Regions from separate parts of the Sus scrofa genome. Here regions 1 and 3 are each linked to region 2. The links are chromatin contacts, called in public HiChIP or PLAC-seq maps. All regions are on one chromosome and are shown on one strand. Each heading gives the region's core, a stretch centred on a gene start, on an enhancer-like site or on the middle of the called end of the contact. The rest is flanking DNA. Distances are from core to core; before and after follow the strand shown.

The links. HiChIP or PLAC-seq counts read pairs in DNA pulled down with a chosen protein or histone mark.
Region 1: an H3K27ac HiChIP or PLAC-seq map of alveolar macrophages shows a contact between it and region 2. The contact joins two enhancer-like sites. A contact is called at or near these places in 1 of 47 Hi-C or Micro-C datasets (embryonic fibroblasts) and 1 of 2 datasets of contacts at active chromatin or transcription factors (alveolar macrophages).
Region 3: a contact with region 2 is called in an H3K27ac HiChIP or PLAC-seq map of alveolar macrophages. The contact joins two enhancer-like sites. A contact is called at or near these places in 1 of 47 Hi-C or Micro-C datasets (retroperitoneal adipose tissue) and 1 of 2 datasets of contacts at active chromatin or transcription factors (alveolar macrophages).

What each region holds. Positions count from the first base shown.
Region 1 is chr5:38,846,537-38,849,271 of Sscrofa11.1, reverse strand. No RefSeq gene overlaps it. Among named protein-coding and RNA genes, the nearest start is that of KRR1, 26 kb to the right of the region's middle. Within about 2 kb of position 1,366, at least 27 of the 83 cell types and tissues checked have an H3K27ac peak or open chromatin away from gene starts, as enhancers often do. A contact at or near this core is called in alveolar macrophages, where this site is marked.
Region 2 is chr5:39,766,466-39,769,165 of Sscrofa11.1, reverse strand. No RefSeq gene overlaps it. Among named protein-coding and RNA genes, the nearest start is that of OSBPL8, 23 kb to the right of the region's middle. Within about 2 kb of position 1,370, at least 1 of the 83 cell types and tissues checked has an H3K27ac peak or open chromatin away from gene starts, as enhancers often do. A contact at or near this core is called in alveolar macrophages, where this site is marked.
Region 3 is chr5:38,793,145-38,795,844 of Sscrofa11.1, reverse strand. It overlaps GLIPR1 (glioma pathogenesis-related protein 1), which reads right to left. Exons shown (of 8, transcript XM_021092049.1): 3 at 1,026-1,312. The coding sequence starts at 1,217. Among named protein-coding and RNA genes, the nearest start is that of KRR1, 27 kb to the left of the region's middle. Within about 2 kb of position 1,329, at least 50 of the 83 cell types and tissues checked have an H3K27ac peak or open chromatin away from gene starts, as enhancers often do. A contact at or near this core is called in alveolar macrophages, where this site is marked.

The sequences.
Region 1 (2,735 bases), core at 117-2,616, 920 kb after region 2:
AGCTGCCAGCCTACGCCAGAGCCACAGCAAGGCGGGATCTGAGCCGCGTCTGCCACCTACACCACAGCTCGCAGCAACACCGGATCCTTAATCCACTGAGCAAGGCCAGGGATCGAATCTGCATCCTCATGGTTCCTAGTCGGATTCGTTAACCACTGAGCCACGACGGGAACTCCCAGTTCTAATCTATTTAAAATGAAGTTTCTGACCCATTTAGAAGTAAATTTGGCTTTTTGACTATTTCTCTGCCTGCCATACATTTAGTATAGCCAGTCAGATGAAGGCACTCAATAATGTTTTAGAAGAAAATCAGAACAGAAAGAACCCTTTAAAGTCATCGAGCCCTTTATGTTACTTGTAAACAGACAATGAAGTAAGTTCCTTAAAATAAAGACAGGTAAAGAGAAAGCCTCCTGACTATAAATTTAGTCAAAATATTGCAACTGACCACCTCAGAGCTTGAGCAAGTTCTTTGTGAAGGTGAAAGAGCAGTTATAAGAAATCTCTGCTTCATGGAGTTCCCATGTGGCTCTGTAGGTTAAGGATTCAGAGTTGTCACTGTTGTGTTGTGGGTTGGATCCCCGGCCTGGGAACTTCCACATGCTGCAGGCTCAGCAAGCAACAAAAACAAAACAAAAAAAAGAAAAAAGAAAAAGAACAATCAAAAAGTCTGTGCTTCAGACCCAGGTGATTCCATTCTCTGTCTCCAGCTTCTGGCTTGCTCTCCTCCATCTTTCTCTACAATAGTCTGCTTCCTTTTGTTTAAAAAAGGATGGCTCCTACCATAAAAAGCATCATACTTAAATACAAAGGAAAGGAAAGTTACCTTAAAATATCCTTCATTGTTTTCTGTTTTGACTAGAAGGAACATGTAAGTTAGGGGGAAAAAAATGCTTTATTCATTTCCAGTGTTTGTTTTCTTTTTAAATTCAATCAGTTCATCAAGTAAGAAAAAAATTAATGTCTGAGACATTTGGAAACTACAAGGGATTTTGACCTCTGGTATCTCATTAAATTCCATAAGTAATGGTTTCTAGTAAGTGGAAGCTGGCGACATGTTTAGAAAGTAGTATACCAAAGGAGCATGTGCCATTTATGGGTAGCTTGATCTGCTTATGGGAACACAGTTTCAGTTCAGCTTTTTCCTGCCATCTCCCCTGACAGCAGGACCATGAACTCTGTTAGAATCTACTTTCTTTATATTTTTGCTTGTTTTGTACATTTTTCTCGAAGAAAACATTTTTTCCTTCCCTTATTAAATCATGCTAACAGATCCGTTTTGCTCCACATGAGTATAAATACCAAGGCAACACTGCTCTGAGCAGCAGGCACTATCGTGGATCCCCTTCAAGTGAGTCATGTTTCCTCTCTGAACGCATGTCTTAAATTTGCTAAATTCCTTTTCGTGATGTGTGTCATCGGTTTAAGCAACTTCCGTTGGTTTCATTGAATTCTCATCTGACTTCTGTTTTTCACTAACTGGAAGAGAGAGTCTTAACAAGACACAGAAACACTGGCAACTTTGTACACAAAACAAATAAGCAAACAAACAAAAAGCTGTGATTAGGCCCTGACTCAGTGGTGTTTTGATTCACGAACAGGGTTGCTAACATCTCTAGGAACATGATCTCAAGAAACACCGTAACTATTGCATCAAATTCATTCTTGTGTACACTCTTTAGCTCCTCCAAATACCCCTTCCTGTTTTGTTTTTCCTAGTTTTGTTTAATGTGGTCTAAGATGTTCTTATAGTTTTAAGGCAATAGATTAGGAAATTTGTAGAGATGTTTGAGCCTTATGACGATGGAGATACTTCTGAGGTCAAAAGCATTTTTTTACCTATTTAAAGAAACAAAAGTCCTTTAAACAATGATTCTTCAGACCCGAAGTGTGGTTCTTTTGAAAACTTTTCAATTAAGGATTTCTTTACCAGTTCCTACATATCATGTGGGTAATAATAAAACATCCCTTACCTAGTGAACAGTTGTTATTATTGGTTAAGCTGATGGAAATAAGAGAGAATTATGGCCAGCTGCAAAACATTCAATGAGTGGTGAAAGAAAATAACAGCTGGTATTCCACTTGCTATAAATATTTTTAATTAAAATTTGCCTCCTTGTTTTCAGTTTGGGTTAATAGCAGGGGTATTTAGTTAGTTACTGTACAGGTAAAGGGATGTCTTTCTCTTTGAGAATAGCTTTTTAACTTCTCTGTTAACAATAACTATGAGCAATAATGGTCTTATCCTACTGGACGATAAGAAAATGAGCTTCATGACAAAACTCTAATTCTTTTCTAATTCCGTACCCAAGAATTTCAAGGTTTTAGGTATTTACTTTTAATGCTTGTATTTCCAGATAATGAGTTTTTGTTGTCCATCAGGAGTTCTTACAAAAAGTGAGGATAGTGAAGAGATATGTATCTTAGAAATGCCTAAATGGGCCTGGGTTAGAAGTGTGTGTGTGTGCATGGGTGTGAGGATGGTGAATAGATGTATCTCAGAAATACCTAAATGGGACCCAAGTTAGAAGTATGTTCATGTGCGTGTGCGCACTCACGCACACACACACACACACACACACAATTTCCTCACTAAAATTCTGCCTTTTTGTCTTAGAGGACTTTCCTCCCACTCTTCATCTCATCACCCACTTGCTATCAAACATTGATGCTTTCTAGAATTTAGTTTCCCAGGTCATTTCTACTCTGCCTGCCCTCCTCAGACAGTTTTCATT
Region 2 (2,700 bases), core at 121-2,620:
ACTTCTTGTGGTCTTCACATAAAACTTCTAAAAGCGTTTCCTTAAGATTACACTAGCTGGGAGTTTCTGCTGTGGTGCAATGGGATGGGTATCATCTCTGCAATGCCAGGAAGCAGGTTCAATCCCCAGCCCTGGCGTTGCCACAGTTGTGGCGTAGTAATATGGCTTGGATTTGATCCCTGGCCCAAGAACTCCATATGCCAAGGGACAGGGGGAAATAAAATTACACTGGCTGCATGGTCAGAATTCTCATTTCCTTTACTTAAAATTTGGGTTAGTACTCTGAAATATCTAAAGATAGGAGTTCCCTTCGTGGCGCAGTGGTTAACGAATCCGACTAGGAACCATGAGGTTGTGGGTTCGGTCCCTGCCCTTTCTCAGTGGGTTAATGACATGGCGTTGCCGTGAGCTGTGGTGTAGGTTGCAGTCGCGGCTCAGATCCCGCGTTGCTGTGGCTCTGGCGTAGGCCGGCGGCTACAGCTCTGATTCGACCCCTAGCCTGGGAACCTCCATATGCTGCGGGAGCGGCCCAAGAAATAGCAAAAAAAAAAAAAGAAATATCTAAAGATAGGTGGCTACCATTGGTTGAGTGTATTGTATGAATGGGCCCAGCACTGAGCTAACTACTTTGCATGCAATTCTACAACGTATTTTTTAAGGATATTATTATTATCCTTTCCCCTAAGTATGGGGAAATTGTTAACCTCAGTTAAGATGTTGAGTAATTTGCCCAGAGTCACAGCAGCTAGTGATTGACAGAGCCAAGACACAAGTTCACATCTGCTTACTCTAACATTAAGGGCTTTAATTTGCATTTCTCTAATAATCAGTGATGTTGAATAACTTTCTTATTTTTATTTATTTTATTTATTTATTTTATTTTGTTTTGTTGCTTTTTCAGGGATGCACCCACAACATATGGAAGTTCCCAGGCTAGAAGTCTAATTGGAGCTACAGCCGATGGCCTGCCCCACAGCCAGAGCAACGCCAGATCTGAGTCACGTCTTCAACCTGCACCACAGCTCATGGCAACGCCAGATACGTAACCCACTGAGTGAGGCCAGGGATTGAACCCTCAACCTCATGGATCCTTGTTGGGTTTGTTACACACTGAGCCACGATGGGAACTCCCTGAATTTTCTCCCATGAAGTAAACTTTCATGAATTTTTTGGCCATCTGTCTGTCTTCATTGAAGAAATATCTGTTTAGACCTTCTGACCATTTTTTAATTGGGTTGCTTGGTTTCTTTATATAAAGCTGTATGAGGAGTTCTCATTGTGGTTTAGTGGGTTAAGAACCCAACACAGTGTCCATGAGGATGTGGGTTGGCTCCCTGGCCTCACTCAGTGGGTTAAGGAGCAGGCATTGCTGCAAGCTGCAGCCATGAGCTATGGTGTAAGCCACAGACAAAGCTCTGATCCTGTGTTGTTGTGGTTCTGGTGTAGACCAGCAGCTGCAACTCCAATTTGACCCCTAGCCCAGGAAACTCCATATGCTGCAGGTGCAGCCCTGAAAAGGAAAAAAAAAAAAAAAAAAAAAGATACTGCTGTAACATATCAAAGAGCATACTGCCTCTGTTTTCCTCTAGGAGTTTTATGGTATCTGGTCTAACATTTAGGTCTTTAATACATTTTGAGTTTATTTTTGTGTATGGTGTTAAGAGTATGTTCTAATTTCATTCTTTTACATGTAGCTAATCTAGTTTTCCTTCTACCACTTAGGGAAGAGATCATTTTTTTCCTCCATTGCATATTCTTGCCTCCTTTGCTGTAGATTAATTTACCATAGGTGCATAGGTTTATTTATGGGCTTTCTATCCTGTTGCAAAGATCTATATGTCTGTATTAGTGCCAGTATCATACTGTTTTGATGAATGTAGCTTTGTAGTATAGTCTTAAGCCAGGGATCCTGATTCCTCCTTCTCCATTTTTCTTTCTCAAGATTGCTTTGATTACTTGGGGTCTTTCATGTTTTCAAACAAATTTAAAATTTTTTTCTTCTAGTTCTGTGAAAAATGCCATTGGTAATTTAATAGGGATTACACTGAATCTGTAGATTGTCTTGAGTAATAAAATCATTTTGAGGATATAGATTCTTCCAATCTAAGAACATAGTATATCTTTCCTTTTGTTGGTGTATTCTTTGATTTCTTTCATCAGTATCTTATAGTTTTCAGAGTACAAGCAATTTGCTCCTTAGGTAGGTTTATTCCTAGGTATTTTATTATTTCCGATGTAATGGTAAATGGGATTATTTCCTTAATTTCTCTTTCTTATATTTCATTATTAGTGTATAGGAATGCAAAGGATTTCTGTGTATTAATTTTGTATCCTGAAAATTTACTGAATTCATCAATGAGCTCTAGTAGTTTTCTGATAGCAACCAAATGAATAAAGAAGATGTGACACATATATTTGATAGAATATTATTCAGCCATTAAGAAAGCATGAAATAGTGCCATTTGCAGCAACATGGATGGACCTTGAAATTATCATACTAAGTGAAGTAAGTCAGAGAGAGAAAGGCAAATCTATGAGATCACTAATATGTAAAATCTGATAGAAACAATACAATAGAATTTACAAAACAGAAACAAAGATTTTGAAACCAAACTTATGTTTTACAAAGGGGAAACATGGCAGAGGGAGAGATAAATTAGAGTGTTGGGACTGATGTATATACACACTACTAAATACCGA
Region 3 (2,700 bases), core at 80-2,579, 970 kb after region 2:
TGAGGTGCAATGTCCAGAAGAGAGAAGGAACAGCCCAGGTAAGTTCTATATGGAGGATCATATCACAGTCTTCAGGTTTTGACTAGGGTTAGTGGGAAATACAATGACCTAGTTTTGAGGCACTTAGAATCAAAGTGAGTGACACAGACCCACATTTCATGGAAGGCCCATTTTATGTACCTATTTTCTGAAATTTAATAACTAAAGTAGCTCCTATAACTAAAAATAGCACAGAAAGTTTAAAAACCAGCTCAAGGAGTTCCTGTTGTGGCACAGTGGGTTAAGAAACTGACATGAGATCTTTGAGGATGTGGGTTTGACCCTTGGCCTGCTCAGTGGGTTAAGGGATCCGGCATTGCCATAAGCCACGGTGTAGGTCAGACACAACTCAGATCTAGCATTGCTGTTGTTTTGGCGCAGGCTTTGGTTACAGCTCCACTTTGACCCCTAGCCCCCTTTGCTGCAGGTGCAGCTGTTAAAAAAAGAAAGAAAGAAAAAAAAAAAAAAAACAGCTCGAAGCTACAGAGATTCAGACCCAAGTCTGACTTAACTGAAATCCCCTAGAGACTGTGCTGCCTTCCTGAGTCAATTGTCTTATCAGCAACCAAAGAAAAGAAAAGAAAAGAAAAGAAAAGAAAAGAAAAGAAAAGAAAAGAAAAGAAAAGAAAAGAAAAGAAAGGAAAAGAAAAGAAAAAAATTTAGAGACAAAGAAAAACCAAAAAAAAAAAAAAAAAAAAAAACAAACCTCACAAGAATTAGCAGGCAAACAAGAGACATAAATTACATCAAAGACCCAAAGAGAGGAAGCAGCCAAAAAGAGAAACAAAACATACTTGCTGGGCTTGCTTGTAGCAAGGGTTGAGGAGGCAGGGCAAAAGTGGGTTTTTTGATCACAGATGAATTGATGGCACATTTCAATCAGTAAGAAAAATCATTGAAGATTACCAAGGATTCACCTCCAAAAAATCAATCCCCCTTAGTTGTTTTGGACTGACTTATGCCTCAGGGATGGATGCCTTTCTTACCATGTACAGCATATCACTAGCCGTTGGGTTCACTTCTGATCGGAGCTTGTTGTGAATTCGAACACAGTCTTTGATGAAATCCTCATTTTTGATATCTGGTAGAGAATTTGCTGGAGAGGAAGAGCTGGAGACTAAAGAGACCATCCAGGCTGTCACAGCCAGTGTGACTCGCATGCTCAGGCTGCTTGGCATGGAGCTCCCGGCCGCTGGAATCCAGAGGCACTGCGGGTGCCAAGGGGGTGCGTGCCTCTCAGTTTCACAAAGCACAGTCTGTACAGTATTCAGCTCTAAGACAGAAAGCAGAACTAGAGGTCACTGCAAGTTTGAAGAAGGGTTTATCCATGTATGGTTTGCAGCTCATTTTGTGCTCTTAACCCTGTCTTTTCGGGAGTTCTCAGTGACACAGCACCTACATGGATTTCTAGGAGGCTTCGTCAGACTTTGAGTTGGGGGGATGTTTCCAAAGGAAATTCTGGAATCTCCAAGAATAACAGTCTCAGTTTTTACAGAGGCTCTGGTGGTTAACTAAAAACATCTCTCTTACTTCAGTAAAGTTCTTGCAAAATACTTCTCAAAAACATTTTTTTTGGAGTCATATCAGCACACTGTGGTTGAAGTATCTGGTTAACATCATCCTTCGACCTAGAATTCACTCACAATGGTGAATGTGATGGGGTTGAGTCAGTTTTGTCCACCCCCTCTCTGCCCAATGAAAAAACAGCTATGTAAATTTTTAGGGACAGCTGACTACTGCTGCCAATGGACTCCTAATTTTGCAGCCTTTGCTAAACCTGTGTATGCTCTTCTCTCAAGATATCAGCCCAGAGTCTATTTCCTGGCCTTTGGAGGCATTCTTCTCCTTTGAAGCTTTAATAATTAGCTTTGTCCACCCTCCAGGTTCTTGGCTTACCTTATTTTGACAAACTGTTTCGTCTATACTTCCATGAAAATAGTGGGAATGCTGCAGGCATTCTAGGACAATCTTTTGCTTCTCAGATATGTTCTATAGTATATTCCTCAAGCCAATTAGACCCTAAGGCATCAGGTATGCCCTGTGCTTATGTGCAGCAGCTGCAGCTCCCACCTTGATTGACAAAGCCCAGTATGTGTATGGCAGGCTCCCCTACTCATCTCTGTGTTTCTCCATACTATGCCAGCTTTTTTTTTTTTTTTTTTTTTTGGTCTTTTTTAGGGCTGCACCCACGGCATATGGAAGTTCCCAGGCTAGGGGGCTGTTCAGAGCCATAGCTGCTGGCCATGGCCACAGAAACTCAGGATCTGAGCCACACCCGTGACTTACACCACAGCTCACAGCAACGCCAGATCCTTAACCTACTGAACAAGACCAGGGATCCAACCCACGTCTTCATGGATACTAGTTGGGTTCATAACTGTTGAGCCATGACAGGAACTCCTGTTAGCTACTTTTTTAAGTTCATAGGATATGGCACCTCTCTACATGGTGACAGGCCACTTATGAGCTGGCTCTTTTCATCATCTTATATTAACACTTTGAATGCAGCTACTTACCAGCCCTCCCTGCTGGAGAGTCCCGCTCTCTCCCACATGACTGCCTTGCAACCGTAGAAATGGTCTCAAAGCCATAAGAGGCTCTCTCAGACACTCCTTTAGATAACCCAGATTTACCCTTTGTGATTCTCCCATCAATGAGATT